2 separate regions of the Astyanax mexicanus genome follow, and region 1 is linked to region 2. Evidence: chromatin contacts called from public Hi-C data. All regions are on one chromosome and are shown on one strand. Each heading gives the region's core, a stretch centred on a gene start, on an enhancer-like site or on the middle of the called end of the contact. The rest is flanking DNA. Distances are from core to core; before and after follow the strand shown. Region 1 holds the start of erc1b (ELKS/RAB6-interacting/CAST family member 1b). Region 2 overlaps erc1b (ELKS/RAB6-interacting/CAST family member 1b).

Region 1 (3,447 bases), core at 585-3,084, 88 kb after region 2:
ATAACTCAAGAAAATAAAGGATATAATACAACTTACTTGTTTAATACAATATAAAGCTGAGATAACTGTAGTTTTAGCTAGATTAAAACCTAAACTACTCAACTGTTCAACTTCAACATGTCAACACTGCTGAGTAGCTAACTAACGTTAACTAAGCAAACTACTAGAGCTAAAAGATGCTGAATAAGCAAGAAAACAACTACTTTATACCAAATATATTCTAGTTATGAAGTGTTTAAAGCCATAATAAAACTCAGATAATCCTGCTCTTTAGTGAAGAACAGAAGAAAAGGAAAGTGTTAACCTGTGAAGCCAGGTTTTAGCTGGGTTTTAGGTGGTCTTAACTGGTCTTTGATGGCCAAAGTGGTTGAAAAGCTGCAAATTCAGTGAAAGACATACATTATATACTGATAAACTTGCTGTTAACCAACGTAGGTTAATATATTTTATTTATATTTAATCACACTTGGCTATGCTGGTTGATTAGCTTGCTTAGATTGAATGAACACACACTTGTAGACCAGCTTTACCATCAAACTCAAAGGGAAAAACACATTATGCTAGTCAAAAGAGCTGTTAAATGAATACAAAATTCAGAAATATAGCTTATAGCAAATGTCTGTTCCAATATATAACCTGTTGAATCGTCCGAAATCAGTGGACAAGAGTGGAGAGTAGCACACAAGGCTACTACTATACTAAAATGCTAATGGGAGGGGTTCTTGAAACCATTACTAAGCAGGATAAAAGTCTTTTTTTTTGAGTCAGGATGCATCTCGACTAAAAGAAAATAGATTATATAATACAACTTACTTGTTTAATACAATATAAAGCTGAGATAACTGTAGTTTTAGCTAGATTAAAACCTAAACTACTCAACTGTTCAACTTCAACGTGTCAACACTGCTGAGTAACTAACTAACGTTAACTAAGCAAACTACTAGAGCTAAAAGATGCTGAGTAAGCAAGAAAACAACTACTTTACACCATAAATATCCTTGTTATGAAGTGTTTAAAGCCTAAATTACGCTTAGATATCCTTAATTTAGTGAAGAAAAGGGAGAAAATAGAAAAAAGATAAGCAGAAAGCAGCTAAAAGCCCCTGAAACTGAACCGAGCACCCTTTGAAAAGGCTGCTGCTGCTTCCTTTGAGCTAACGTTACTCCAGATTTAACAACTAAAAGCTACAGGCTACAAGACACGGAATCGTCCACAAAACAGCCCCCCAGTTCATGACACGACCCCAGCTTTAGCTTAAAAGCTACCTAGCAGAAGATACACGAAAGGGAGCAATTAAAGGAGACACCTATGCCCTGCTGGAGATCTTTTTTCTCCGCTTTTCCCTCCTCCCGATCCTCCCGTTCCTCCATTACTCGAGCAACAGAGCATTTCACAACCAGTCTCGCACTGTAGCTGAACGAACTGAGCCCCGTTCACGAGAAATACACTTTCTACAGCTGTTTAAACGCCAACAAAGGCGTTTCCTCTGTTAAAAACGCGCGACAGTAGCCTCCAAACGACTATAGCTCTATATCTGAGTAGCTACAGGACTAATCAACCTCACTATAGCTGTCTGTATACAGCTACTAACCTAACCTAGCCATCCCCATTAAAAACACTTTAAAAAGCGCTTTTACCTTCTCACAGATCCGGTTCATCCGGTTCACACAGCAGCCCAAACCCGTTCCTCTCCTCCCGCACGCGCCGTTATAAGTTATAAATCCGTTAAACGGAGAAAAATCTTCTTTTCCACTACTTGTTTCTTTCCTCCCTCTCTCGCCAGCACTACCAGCAGCTCCCCGAGCCTGGGCGCTTCAGTGACGTAAGGACTCGGGATGCGCGCTCCCGCTGCTCATTAAAGGCGGCCGACTCCTGAGTGATTCAGTTCATCTGAGTCGATTCTTTACAATAGAACAGGATCAAGAGGAGTCAAGAGTACAAATTTTCTTTTCTTTTTAAAAATATTAAACTTTATTTATATGCAATGCAATTACAGAATATATGCTTTTCATGTTCAATTTAAATAATTAATAATAAATTAAAACACTGAATATTAACATTAATGAACCTCCGAGTCTTTCGCCTGAATCGGTTCTTTTCAATACAACAGGATCAAGGAGTCAAAATTCTAAATTTTCTTTTCTTTTATTATCTGCAATGCAATTCCAAAATATAAGCTCTCCATGTTTAATAAAAAAAATCATAACACTCTTAGTATTAAACAATAATGAACTTTCGAGTCTTTCGTCTGAACTGGTTATTTTCAACGGAACAGGTTAAAGGAGTCAAGAGTTCAACTTTTATTTTTTATTTTTAACATTAATTATCTGCAATGCAATTTTAAAATATAAGCTTTCTATCTTTAATAAAAAACTGCTAATATTACATATTAATAAACAAGTCTTTCGTCTGAATCTATTCTTTTCAACAAAACAAAAGCTTCTAGCTTTTCTTATTTTTTTATTTTCTAACATTAATTGTCTACAATTTATATGGAGACTTGATTACACACAGGTGGATTCTATTTATCACTATCAGTCATTTAGGTCAACATTGGATCATTCAGAGATCCTCACTGAACGTCTGAAGTGAGTTTGCTGCGTTGAAAGTAAAGGGGGCTGAATAATATTGCACGCCCCACTTTTCAGTTTTTTATTTCTAAAAAAAATATATAATATCCAATAAATTTCGTTCCACTTCACGATTGTGTCCCACTTGTTGTTGATTCTTCACAAAAAAATAACAATTTCATAGTGAATAAATTACAGTGCAAGAAAATATAATGGAAACTGTACATGATCACACTGATAAATAATGTTTAATCAATTTGTCACCAAATGTTTAAGACTCAAGACACTTCATTATACATAACATATTATATTTTATTTATTTTAATAATTTAAATGTGAGAATAAACAAATAAATCTGAATTCTAGGTGGGGTATAATGCTGATTCTCATTCATTAGCATTGAAAGTTTATAAAATGTCTTTATTATTTTCAGGAAGAAAATAAAAAAAATCTTTACAATGTTGTTAAATATAAAATCTTGTCTGAATTAATGTTAAGAATAAATTGTGATTAAAACAACAGACAAACAATACTGGCAACAAACAGAGCAAAGGAAATTCAAGCATCGTAACTTAAAAATAGATAAAATAAATAAAGCTTGTGATAATGAGTTTGAGCTGTCATGTAGCAAAATATTAAAATCATGCATTTACTAGAAGCTATTATATTTTTGTTCTAAGTATAATAAAGAGGAGCATTTATGCATTAAAGTTTCTTTTCTTCTGGCTGGGTTGAAGGTTGGGCTCCAGAGTTCTCTGTTGGAATGGAGGTCCTGTTAACATACACAAGCACAATTAACATACATGATAAATGCACTCTCAGATTTATTGCCACAATGCACAGCTCATTTACATATTCATGATGGTAATAACTACTG
Region 2 (3,416 bases), core at 723-3,222:
GTTAGTGGTGGAAAAAAACAGCAATACATTACAGACCTTCACTTATTAACACTGACTCTGAGACATCATATAACTACCTTATTCTTCATGAACTTCGAGTGGCTGCGATAGACCTCCATCTGCTTCATCTCCTCCTCCCTCTCCTCCGTGCTCAAAGCTCCATTCGACTTCAGCATCTGCACTTCCTCCTCCATATCCCTCAGACTACGCTCCAGAGAACTGATCTTAGAGTCCTGGAGGTGAAGAAAGAGGGATAAAAAAGAGGAATTAAAGCAAATAGAGAAAAGTTTCTGAAGCAGTTTCTCTGATTTTGCTATTTATAGGTTTATGTTTGAGTGAAATGAACATTGTTGTTTTATTCTATAAACTACAGACAACATTTCTCCCAAATTCCAAATAAAAATATTGTCATTTAGAGCATTTATTTATAGCAGAAAATGAGAAATGGCTGAAATAACAAAATAAAAAGATGCAGAGCTTTCAGACCTCAAATAATGCAAAGCAAAAAGTTCATATTAATAAAGTTTTAAGAGTTCAGAAATCAATATTTGGTGGAATAACCCTGGTTTTTAATCACAGTTTTTATGCATCTTGGCATCACGTTCTCTCCTCCACCAGTCTTACACACTGCTTTTGGATAACTTTATACCTTTACTCCTGGTGCAAGCTGTTCAGTTTGGTTTGATGGCTTGTGATCATCCATCTTCCTCCTTATTATATTCCAAGAAACTTATCATTTTTAAGTGGTCTCTTATATTTTTTTCTAGAGCTGTATTTTGTAAAACACAGTAATCAATATGTTACAGCCTAAGAACGTTTCTATTCATTATTATGACAAAGTAGTTTTCGGATGTCTTTGTTTCATTTTGTGTATTATTTGGTTTAGTTAGTATTGGTTTCGCACTGCAATTTAGTGAGAATACTAAGGACCTTTACTACATTTAAAAACAGAGTTTTGTAAAAAGGGTATTTTATCCCATTATAACAGCAGGATCTGAAGACAGAGTACAACACTGCTTTCTAGTGGTCAGGCTTAAACACTTAAATCTTGTAATCTGTAAATCTTTACAGATAAATAATAAAATGTTAAACTAATAAAATGAGCTGTTAAGGACATTGATTTTTACATCCTTAAGTAAAGTAAAAGTAAAGTAAGGGGAAAAAATAAAGCCATTATTTTTTTTAAAGCTATAAATGACTATAATGTTAAAATATGAAAATGTTGATGTTGATAATATAATTTGGGATGCACTAGACTGTTCCCTGTCTGTTTCTTCTGCATATATATATATATATATGTCCCCATATATGAAAATGAATGTATTTTAGTAGCTACAATGTAAATATATTAAAGTTAAAGTTTAGTTGGACTGGAGTTTGTCTGGAGTTCTCTTGAGTCTCTGCACGGATCATCTTCATACTAGACTACATACATCTGCTATGTTCTTGCTGGAGTGTGTGATGTGCAGGTATGATGGATAAACTGTGTATAAACCAATAGGGAGTCAGAATGGTATATTTAAATTTCTCTACATCCAATCAGAATCAGATCTGGATGGAGAGATTTATCTGGATAGGGTTTTTTATTGAACGACGAGAAGCCGGAATGAAAACTAAAAACTAAGAAAATGTAAGGAGTAGAAAGTTCAGATAATTGTGAGAAAATGTAAAATAATTACTCCAGTAAAGTATATTTAATCAACATTTCTACTTAAATAAAGTAAATACTTGCCTTCATCTCAATAACAGTCTGCAGGGCTTTGGTTTTGGCAGACTCCGGCGCTCCCTCAAAGCGTCTGTGGAGGTCCTGAGGAGAAAACACAAGACGAGGGTCATAAGAAGAAGAAGTTGTGGCCACAGGAAAATGATGCCTGTCCATGTTACCGTCCCACATCCTCCCAGCTCAGCCCCGGTACTGTGCAGTGCTCTCTCCAGGTTCTGAGCCTCCTCTCCTCCAGCTGCCTGCTTTTAGATGCTCCAATGACATCACATTATAGAGAACACTACACAGGCCCAGACGGCAGTCTGCTCTTACGCTTTCTTTCTTTTAGTGTCGTGCATTTGCGCCTCACTGAGTCTCTTATGATGAGGATAATGTAGCCAGCAACCCACAAAGAGAGCTAATGCAACTACAGCAGCCTGTGCTACCCGGGGCAATTACACAGCACAACCCTGATGATACTTAATGATGAATATATTTATACACACACAGAGACTGATGTGCGGAGGAGGAATCAGAAAGCATGGAGGAGGAGTCGCTGCTGGTGCTTGAGGACCATCACATGCAACTATAGCATGATGCATCAGCAATTCACAGCAATTCAAATTAGAGCTGCTGCAAACAGGGTTCATACACTTTTCAACCAATACATTTCCATGATTTTTTTTAAAATTAGTTTTCCATGCCTTCAAGGCAAATTTTCACGAGCATAGGTTTTCTAAAACATCAGAACAGACATAGAGAATAAAACCAAAAATCAACTAAAACTAGGGGTGAAACGATTACTCGAGTAATTTTAGTTACTCGCTTAAAAAAAAAAAAAAAAGATCCAGTAACTTTCTATACCTCGAGTAATCGTTTATTTAATTACAAAAACTCAGCGCGTAGTATTTTAATGCGACAACACGCTTAGCGTTACGTCACCCGTGCACAGGAAGAAGGAGGAGGAGTCAGAGGAGTTTTTTTGCTGAGAAGTAGTGAGAATGAGCGAACGTACGAGGGAAAAGGGCAATAATAATGGAGCATTTTAGGCTGGACAGTGTGTATTCACTCTCGCCTCCCACAACAGCACTTCTTTAATGCTGCACCGTCTCAGCCGAGGACACGTTAGCGGTGGAGCCGAGAGAAGGTAAAAAAAAAAAACGTATAACAAATCAATGAGATTAACATTTATGTAACAAAATAACAGAACGGCAGCGCTGTGGAGCGCTGATTATTATTAACACTGTCTAATGTGTGTGTTTAGTTTATTAGAACAGAGACAATTTCTCCACTTAATACAGGCTTGACGTAATCAGTAAACACAGCGCTGAGGAGTTAAGAATAAACACATGTTAAAATTAATTTGGCTGTAAACAATATGCTTAATGACAAACTGGCAACATCTCTGCTGTTCAGAAGTAATGCAAATGTTTATGCCTTTTTTTATTGATTAATGCACTATAGTTTTGATACTTACAAGAAATCCTTGTTGAAAATAATTTAATGTTATAAATTTAAAAATATAACTTATCTAAAATAGGAAACCAATTGGTCATTGATTATTAAATGTCTTTTTTTTTCTTATGATTTTTGTTTTTTACAAATATGGCTTATCCGATTACTTGATCCGATTTTTCAGTAAAAAACATGATTAATAAAATAATCGATAGCTGCAGTCCTAAACTGAAACTATAATCAAAATTTACAGTAGACC

What was found. Hi-C and Micro-C count contacts between places; a contact is called where the count stands out from the background.
Region 1: a contact with region 2 is called in a Hi-C map of muscle, with 5 times the contacts expected there. The contact joins the promoter of erc1b here to the enhancer-like site in region 2. A contact is called at or near these places in 2 of 3 Hi-C or Micro-C datasets (both in muscle).

What each region holds. Positions count from the first base shown.
Region 1 is chr2:5,266,028-5,269,474 of AstMex3_surface, forward strand. erc1b (ELKS/RAB6-interacting/CAST family member 1b) reads right to left here and starts at 1,835. Exons shown (of 21, transcript XM_049475044.1): 1 at 1,638-1,835. It overlaps ninj2 (ninjurin 2), which reads right to left. Exons shown (of 4, transcript XM_007233871.3): 4 at 2,800-3,342.
Region 2 is chr2:5,177,974-5,181,389 of AstMex3_surface, forward strand. It overlaps erc1b (ELKS/RAB6-interacting/CAST family member 1b), which reads right to left. Exons shown (of 21, transcript XM_049475044.1): 4 at 1,733-1,807; 5 at 78-233. Among protein-coding and RNA genes, the nearest start is that of LOC125799095, 15 kb to the right of the region's middle. Within about 2 kb of position 1,973, the one cell type or tissue checked has an H3K27ac peak away from gene starts, as active enhancers do.